Linked DNA regions of Oryctolagus cuniculus: region 1 is linked to region 2. The links are chromatin contacts, called in public Micro-C maps. All regions are on one chromosome and are shown on one strand. The core of a region is the stretch at or near the end of the contact, and the rest is flanking DNA. Distances in the headings are between cores, read along the strand shown. Region 1 holds the start of LAMP2 (lysosomal associated membrane protein 2). Region 2 holds the start of ZBTB33 (zinc finger and BTB domain containing 33).

Evidence for each region. Hi-C and Micro-C count contacts between places; a contact is called where the count stands out from the background.
Region 1: a Micro-C map of ear pinna shows a contact between it and region 2, with 6 times the contacts expected there. The contact joins the promoter of LAMP2 here to the promoter of ZBTB33 in region 2. A contact is called at or near these places in 2 of 6 Hi-C or Micro-C datasets (ear pinna and an unstated tissue).

Annotation. Positions count from the first base shown.
Region 1 is chrX:98,203,339-98,208,155 of mOryCun1.1, reverse strand. LAMP2 (lysosomal associated membrane protein 2) reads left to right here and starts at 2,216. Exons shown (of 9, transcript XM_008273154.4): 1 at 2,216-2,510. The coding sequence starts at 2,312.
Region 2 is chrX:97,955,623-97,960,411 of mOryCun1.1, reverse strand. ZBTB33 (zinc finger and BTB domain containing 33) reads right to left here and starts at 2,562. Exons shown (of 2, transcript XM_002720400.5): 1 at 2,245-2,562.

The sequences.
Region 1 (4,817 bases), core at 967-3,466, 250 kb before region 2:
GCTGTAACGGCCGGAGCTGGGCTGATCCAAAGCCAGGAGCCAGGAACTTCTTCCAGATCTCTCACATGGGTGCAGGGGCCCAAGCACTTGTAGAAACTGCTTTCCCAGGCGCACTAGCAGAGATCTGGATCAGAAGTGGAGCAGCCAGGACTTGAACCGGCACTCATATGGGATGCCGATGCTGCAGGATGGGGCTTTAACCCACTCTTCCCTAGCGCCAGTCCTGTCACTATTTCATTTTAAGATCAGAATAAAGAAACTGAGATGAAGTGACTTGACAAACATCAAAGTCTCACACCTTACTCCTCTGACAATTCAATGTTTTTTTTTTTTTTTTCCTACTGACCTCTTTTATCTCTTCTAGGATGTAGGGTTCTGCTGAACATTAAACATATGCAATTTATAGTTTAGGGAGAAGGGTCACAGTCTTTCAGTAAGGATTGGTGAGACAATTTTCTGAGGCTTCAACTCAATCGTGGTTTCTCTGAAAACCACTATACCCAGGATACATCTCCTGCCTATTCTTGATGGTGGGGCAGTCAAATTACATTTTACTATTGCAGTGACTAATACTGTAGTGTATATTAATCCTGTGTTGGGTACATCACTCATGACTTGTTTCACCTATTATAGAAGACATTCATCAACACGTGTTCTCACTTTCAGGAATTAATCAGATTAAAGCAAATGATAGTGAGGACAGACCAGTGGTTCTTAATATTTGAGTTGGCAAGGGGAGTAGAGTGGGGACTCAGAGGTTCCATTTCATAACTAGTGAAAACTATAAACTTCCCCAGGAAAATACACATATATAAATATTTCATGTAATTACTGAGGATTCATAACACTTTCTCCACCCTCAAAGGTCATTCATAAAAGATTAAGATATCCTGCACTAAATGATTCTGAAGTTCTATGTTAGTGTTTCTCAAAGTTTGATCCATGGACTCCAGCACCAGAATCACTTGGAATATTTGTTTACAAAAATAACAGATTTGTGGGATTGCCACAGATTTACCCTTTCAGAATTTTTGGAGAATGAGTTTCAGGAATATGTTTTTAAAATCCCCAGATGATTCTTTGGAAATTGATATTTGACAATCAATGCTTCATTCCAACTCGGGATTTTTGTGGGGTTTGAGTGCTTCTATCTATTGAATATTTTAGGTTTTGTCTGTTCATCTGTCAAGTACCAGTTTAGTATGAACTCATTAAAGTATATTTGTATAAGCATAGGAAAGACATCTGAAAGGATATGTGTGTGTGTGTGTGTGTGTGCTTGTGTATGTGTAATTTAGAAACAAATATATAAAGAATGCACACACACATATGAATGAAGGGGGAGCTTGAATTAAAAGATCATGTGCACTTTTTAAAAAAATTCATTTTATTTATTTGAAAGGCAGAATGACACAGAGAGAGAAGTCTTCCATTTGCTGGTTCACTCTCTAAGTGCCCACAACAGCTGGGGTGGGCTAGACTGAAGCCAGGAGTTAAGAGTTCATCTGGGTCTCCCACATGAATGGCAGAGGCCCAAGCACTCAAATCATTTTCCTCTGCCTTCCCTGGCACAGTAGCAGGGAGTTTCATTGGAAACGGAGCAGTGGAGAGGAGAACCAGCTATGGTCAGGTGGTGGAGTGGCATGCTGCACCTTGGCAAACCTGAACCTGTGCATTTTCCATGAGCTTTTTGAAGGCCCCTACTATAATGTTAACAGTGGTTCTCTTCGCACAGTGGGAACCTGGATGATAGTTATGTTTTCATCTTTATCCTTGTTTTATTTTTCTCATTTTTTTCTTCCTGTATTTAGTAAAGATACTTCCTGTTTTTGAGCTCAGTGTCCCAATCTGAGAAACAGGGTGTTGTTGTAACTAGGCGAACTTCAAGACCATGTCCTGCTCTGATGGTCAGTGATTTCACATTACCCCCAAGCTATCTGATCACCCTCTAGCTCTCTGGTCCTATCTAATAGCGTGAATTGCATTGGTAACAACAGCGTTTCGAGAATAATTTATTATTTTTATATGTTATGTTGAGATATGTAGGAACAGTTTTTTGACAGCAGTTATTTTCTTCTTCAAGGAGTCAGAACAGAAATAATCTACTGTCTGCAGCCCTCAAAAGTTCACTCTCTTTCCTTAGCCTGAGAAAATGCCGTCCACGCATCTCTCTTAGTAGCGTAGAAATGGTTGTGAACCAAAAAGCCAGGGCGTGGTCGCCCCGCCCACCGGCCCCTACATCACTATCCCTTTCGCTTTTTTCAAGCGCGGGGATTGGCTGAAAACAAGAAAGAACCCCGCCCCTGGTCTTATGACTCGCGCTGAAGCGGCGGCGACTCCTGGCTTTTGCTGCGCTGTGGTCAGTGGTCGGTGGTGCTCTTGCCGCAGCTGTAGCGAGTCTCTTCCTTTCTGTTGCCGCTGCTGCCGCCTCCTGCCCTCTGAAATCATGGTGCGCTCCTGTATTTTCTTGGTTCAGTGCTCGGGACTCGTTCTGCTCTGCCTGGGACTGGGTGAGTTGTTGGGCCCTCCTGATTAGTGTTCAGCCTGGGCCCGGGGCGCTGGTTCAAAGGCCACAACCTGAAAGACTGGTCCGGGAGAAGGCGGTTGAGAGGCTCCGCAGCTGACACTGGGCTGGGGTTGTTGTCCCGCGGAAGTGAGCAGTGACCTAGAGAAGGCCTGATCAAGAGATGGCAGGGAAGAAGCCACGGGGAGAGTAAGAAGGGGCAAGTACGGGGCGGGGGCGGGGAAGGGTGGACGCCGAGGGAGTCAGCAGGAAGCGTGAAGCGTAGCAGAGGTCGCATAAAGAGTGACTTGGGGAAGACCCTAAAGAAGATTTTGGGGGCGGCAGAGGTAATTAGGAGAGTCCCGATTTCCCTGGATCAGGCAAGAGTTTGGAAGTTGATGGAAAAACTATGGAGTGAGAAGGAAAATTGGTAGGGAAAGAGACTGCCTGTATGGAATAACTTGGGGGAAGAATGGGGGCTGGGAGCAGATAGGAGAGCCTTAGGGGCAGGGACAGGGTTGTGGGGTTTGTAAGTGGAAATTTATGGAGAAAGGGTGATTCAAGAGGTGAGGAATGATGCTGAATTTGAGTTTGGCAGTCGAAGTTTTCAGAGTGAAGGAACCTAAACTGGCTGAGGCAATTTTCAAGACACAACCTTTGGAAACCAATGGGGACTTTGGTGAGGAATGAATATCCATTGTGGAGGGGTTAAGGATGTCGGTGTTTATCGATTTTGCTACTTTCTCCCAGCCAGACCCTGACACCCACACCCGCAGCCAAAAAAAAAAAAAAAAATCCCGAATGTTTTAGGTGGGAGGGCCTTCCAGATGTGAGATTTGGGGGACTGGTTTTCTTCTTCCTTATGGCACAACTGGCCTGTTACCTCGTTTTTAGAAGGGGAAGGTGGGTAAGTTCGCAATTAGTGAGTTCTTACCGGGTCCCAAAATGGAAGTGTAGCTGATTGTGCTCTGCCAGGGTAGGCTGCGGGTTCCTGACGGCTTTAATGTATAAAGATGAACTTTGACCATTGTGTCTCTTCCTGACCTGATTCATCCTGTGCTTATTGCTACCCACAGGCTCTTGCTCTTTGTGACTTAATAAAAGAGCAGAAGAAACAGACCAGAGAGGGGAGGACACAGACATATTTGGGACCTGAGAAGGCAGTAGAAATATGCATATTGTCATTCGCATTTTAGTAGAATAAAATGAACATCATAGAACAGTGCGTTCTCAAGAAGAGGACATTTGGGAATATCTGGAAACATATTTGGTTGTCACAGCTGGGTGATAGTGGCATGTAGTGAGTAGAGGCCCAGGATGCTAGTCAACATTCCTACCAAGCACATGCTAGCCCCTCTCAACAAAGAATTAACTGCCTCAAATGCTAATAATGCCTGAGTTATCTAGTCCAGTGATTTGCAAGGGCCTTTTCAGGGGTTTGCCAATTCAGAACTTTTCAGAATACTACTAAGATATTTGTCCTTTTCTTGTCCTCTCACCAGTGTACAGTGGAGTTTTCTGGAGGCTAAATAGTGTGCGATGACATCACCACTCTGATGCCTCTGGTGTTCATGTGTTTTGTTAATTTCTTAATCTTAATTTCTGATATGGTAAATACTGATAGATACAACTCAGATAAGCCAAAGCTGTGTGAGGTCCTCTGTGGATAATAGAATAAAGGGATCCTGACACCAAAATGTTTGCAAGTCCCTGATCTATCCAGCTGTCCTTGGAGTGTAGAAAACCCTTGTACAGCACTTCTGAAAGGGGGCCATGAGGCTTTGCTTAAATACTTAATTCAAAGTCTTAACTGTACTGTGAAGCATTTGCTGATGGCTGACTGACCCTAAGACAGTCTTGTTTACAATAGAAAGCACCTTATCAGTGACTGGAACACATCTGACCAAGGCATCTGTTAATCAGGAGTTCTTTGCCAATTGAATCTGCACAAATACAACACAGTTATTGTTTAGAGAAAGTGAAAAAATAATAGTTGCCCTACTTGTTGCCTTTTATGCCATTTTTTTGTTTTTTAATGAAAGCTTTTTTTTAAAATGAAATCAGTGTTTGCTCATTGCAGAAATAAATAGATAAAAAAGAAGCTCAGGAAAGAACGCATCAGTTCATCTGCTAGTTTGCCGTTTATTAATTGGGGCTAACCAAATTCACCTCCTGAAAGATTTCCAAGATTTATGCCCCCAGTCTCCAAGTTTAGAACAGAATTTGGAGGAGTAAAAATTAATAATATACCTAAATCTGATATTTAACAGGTTCCGGGATGCAATTAGAACAACCTTTCTATATAGCTGCTTCT
Region 2 (4,789 bases), core at 1,313-3,812:
TGGGACTCAAACCCAGGCACTCCAATATGGGATACAGGCATCCTGAGGGACGTCTTAACCAAAAATACCCACCCTCTGAAGCTACCTTTAAAACACTATGCCAATAGGAACAATAATCTCATTGTCACCTTCCTTTGAATCCCAGATACATACATTTCCAATAACTACTTTTTAAAGATAAGAATTTTCTTAGTCCCTAATTTGGGTTTTCTCCTCAAGAAGAGATGAAAAGTTAATTTTTATCTTAAAAGTGTTTTAAGGAAAAGCTTCACCATGAACGCACAAGTTCATCTGTAAATAAAAGGTTGGTATCCAACAATGAGTCTGATATACACTTTCTAAATTTTTACTCCTATCTTTAAGATCATATTCAAAAATTACTCCCTGAAGCCAAAGACATTTACAAATACTGACAATTATCTCTCAACTTCCCGTATTTCTGCTCTTATTTAATTTGGAGTGCCTATTCTTGAAAATTGTTAAACATCTTTCCTCTTTCTTCATCTCTTTGACCCCTCCCCTCACCTCTCCACCTTTACAATTTCTAGACATAGAATGTTAAACAGAGTGCCAAGAGAAGTCAACAGATGCTATTATTCAAAAAAAGACAAAGGAAAAGGAAAGTTTACCATTTCCTAAGGCTATTTGCATGAAAACATGAAAGATTCCATTTTGTTGGTAAAGAATTATGTGTATTAGACCTTTAGTCACATCAACTGACTTAATGAAAATACAATAGAGCAGACATTATTCTAGAAAGTCAGAGGTGTCAGTAAATCACATTGCGGTGCCCCACCCCCCAAATACAATTTTTTTTTGTACTTCACATAAGATATTCCCCATAACAATGCCAGAATCAAAAAACCAACACTCACACATATTAAAAATACATATATGTATATATAGTATACTAATAATTAGCTGATAAGCACCATCAGTAAATAAATATTTCTTGTAAATATGATTTCTCTCTAAAGTTACCAAAAGACTTGAACTGTCACAGTGCTTAAGTTGGATACACATAGGAGACAGAATGCATCAAATGCCTTTTAAATTTCTTAAAATTAGAGCTTAAGAACTAAAAGCAAGAAAAAGTCTAAAAATCAAGCATTTAAAACATCATCTGTTAGGAGGTGTTGCCTGTTAAAAGTACCAAGAAATTTCAGGTTATGAAAAAGGCATTCATCAGAAAGGGCGACCTTTGGACAGCGTGCCAACAATCAGGCCTCCCGAAATACGGGGTTTCGCCAGAAGTCACTTTTAAGTGTAGAGACTGGTTTTCTGAATGCTGATCCACAATTTTTTCTATTTGCAAATGGGCTTTTCCAGTGTGGGAATGCGTCAAACGTATGCGTCCAGGTGACACCAGGACTTGGTTTCATCTTGTTTACGTGTTCCCCTCCTCCTTGTCAGGGTGGGCCCAGGGACAGCACCAGTTCCTCTTAGCAACCCACACCTTCCTGAAAATTTGCGACCTATGGAAAGCCACTCCTTGAGACAAATCCTTGACCAAGGGCTGGTTCGGAGGGGCTGGTGAAGGTGGAAAAGAGATAAAAAAGCCAGCCGCGAGGAAGTGAAACAAACCGACACGCGGTTCCCTGCAGCAGCTGAACACCTCCCTCCCCTCCATCTCTCTCGTTCCACCCCCGTCCTCTCCATTTGTACCCTGCCGGCTGCAACCGAGGTTTTTAAAGCCAATGCACGTGAAAAGCTAGCGTCTTGCAAATCCAAATGGCAGATTGAAACGGCGGGAGGAATAAGGGGTGCCAAGGAAAGTACAAAGTGGCGAATAGCAGGGTGCGGCGTTGGGGGGTTGCAGGATGAAGCGAAGCAGGCGGCATTGTTATGCCCCGAGAAAGAGCCGAAAGGGGAAGGTGGGCCTGGCAGAAAAGCTACGAATCAAAGTAGGGGCTAGGCAGAGAAAAAGGGGCCCAAAAAGGAAAGCACAGGAACGAGGGGAAAGCCCAGAAGGTCTTGGTGTTGGGCTCCCCACAGCCCCAGGGCCTACCCGGGACATAAACAGCCCCTTGGCCCCTGTCGACGAATCGGAGGGCGCCGCGGCGCTCTCGGTTCGTCCCCTTCTTCATTTCCGAGCCCGCACAAACAAAGAACCGGAGGAGCAGAGGCTCCGACTCTGTCGCTTCCTGGTTCAAGTAAGGCGACCGCAAACGCAGGCGCGGCCCAGGAACAGAGGAGGCAAGCGCACTCCCTCGCCCCCTCCCCGGATCGAGGCCGCGTCCTTACCTGCTTCCCGGCGCCGGCGCCGCCGCTTCTCCTCCTCCGGCCACGGAAGTGTGGGAGGCCTCCAACAAGAAGAAGCCGGACTCCCCGGCGATCCTACTCCTTTAAACGTCGCTCCAGTCTTGGACGACGTCCGCGCAGCTGCCGCCTCCTGCCGCCACCGCTGCTACAGCTGCCCCACGCCGCCGACAGAGGGCACAGCGATAGGGTGAAGGCCTTAAATCCCAATGGCCCCTCCTCTTCCGAGTGCAGTCCGTGGCTGTCCGGAAGGGCCGGAACCCTAGGCGCCCTACTCTGCCTCGGCTTTTTCCGTAAGGGGGCGGAGAGAGACTGGGAAGCTCTAGAAGTGTTCGGCTATTTCCGGAGAGCGAAAGGGTGGGAAAAAGCAAAGGGAAAGATCGGGTAATTCAGTCAGAACTGTTGGGGTGGAAAGGAAGCAAGTCAGTTTCCTTTAAATTCAGTATATACTTCTAGGGAATAACAAATTTTAGAGACTATAACTGCAACTTTGAATATGCTTTATTAGCCTATTATATGATAAATCATCTTAATTTTACTATTTTCAAAGATGTACTTATTTATTTGAAGGGAAGCATTACATAGAGGAGAGGGAAGAGGCAAACAGATCTTCCATCCGCTGGTTCACTCCCCAGATAGCTGCAGGGGTGTGGGGAGGTGAGGGGCAGGGGGTAGCTAGGAGTTCACTAGGAACTCCACTTGAGTCTTCCACATGGTGGCAGAGGACTAATGACTTGGGCCATCTGCTGCTGCATTCCCAGGTTCACCAGCAGGGAGCTGGGTCGGAAGTGGAGCAGCCAGGACTTTAACCAGAAGTTGTGAGTTGCAGAATTTTAAAAAACTTGGCAATACACTGTAGCTCAGTACCATGTTGAATCAAGCAACAGGATAAGTGAGTGGAGGGCAGAATATTTCTCTTTAGGTTCTTTATAGATCATACCCAAATAAAGAGGCAAATAGTAATTTTCATCTGCAACTATTAAAGCCATTCACTAACTTCATTTTCTTCCTAAAAATATGTATAATATTGGGGATTGCAGGGGCCCCCAGAAAGGAAAGAAAAAGATCAAAGAAAAAACACAGTGCAATTTTCTTGGAGCCCTGAGGGAGGGGGACATGGGAGACAGGGGAAACATTTACAATGAAAACTTGAGTGGCTTCACAGACCAGACTGAGAACTATGCACACTTCCATGCAAAAAAGGTTACTCCAATGTCAGTTCTCTTATTCGTGTAGCATGCCTCATTAGCACATAAATTGATCAATCAGGAAGAACTTCCTGCTTTAGAAACACATAAAAGTCCAAGTTAGGCAATGGCAATGTTGAGCAGGCAGCCCTCCATGACAGACCTCCCTGGCTGCCAGGGAGAGAGAATGTCACTCACTAACTCAGCACAGAAGAGAAGCAGCAGCTCAAAAGGTGGCAGAAGTCCACCAACCTGGCAGAGAGGAGAGAGCTGTGCTGCCCAACACAAAGTGCTGTGCTACCCCCAGAAGAATCCAGCAAGAAGAACTTGCCATATATCTCAAGACAAGATGAAGACCTAAGTGACTAGGAGTTGTAGACTGCTCCTGCCATTGCTCCTGTAACACTGACTCCATAACTCCTGCAGCATATTTGGAGTCTCACCTGGAATTGCTGGAGGGGTGAGTGAAAAAGCAGGCTAAGACATAGTTGCTAATCCTTACCTGTTGATTGATCTATTCTGGCCTCTTGAATGGTTAAGTTGTACTCCTCAGAAAGAGACCAATCAGAGAATCTATTTGTTTATAAAAGAGCCAGCACTTGCAGGTTCTATGGGCAACTCCTCCCTTGGAGTTCCCCTCCTGACTGCTATGGCAGGACCTTTTAATAAATCTCAATGCACTAAAAAAAAAAAAAATCTCAATGCACTTACTGTCCCTGTTTATGTGGAAATTTTTCATTGTCTTGCAACAATATTGCTTTAGTTTCCAAAAACTTGAATTTGTGCCTATTTATGTCACTTGAAATTCTTATGCTTCTTGCCTTCAAAAATCTTGCTGAAAATGTCTCAGTATATTCCAGAGTGAAACAAATTATATGGATGTCATCAGATGGGCATCCCTGATTAACATCTCAAATAACCACAACTGCTAAGGCAGGGCTGGTCCAAAGCTGGGAGATGGGAACTCAACCTAGGTCTCCCATGTGAGTAGCAGGGGCCTGGTTACTTGAACCATAACATCACCTGCTTCCTCCTGGGGTGTACATTAGCAGGAAGCTGGAACTAGAACCTGAGCACTTATATGGGATGCAGGCTTCCCACAAAGTGCCTGAACTACTAGGCCAAACACCTGCCCCCCAACTAACAGATTTTAAAGAATCTATGGGGCTGGTGTTGTGGCATAGTAGGTAAAGCTGCCACCTATGACGCCAGCATCCCATGTGGGCACCATTTCAAGTCCCCGCTGCTCCACTTCTAATCCAGCTCCCTGCTAATGGCCTGGGAAAAGCAGCAGAATATGACCCAAGTACTTGAGCCCCTGCCACCTGTGTGGGAGACCAGGA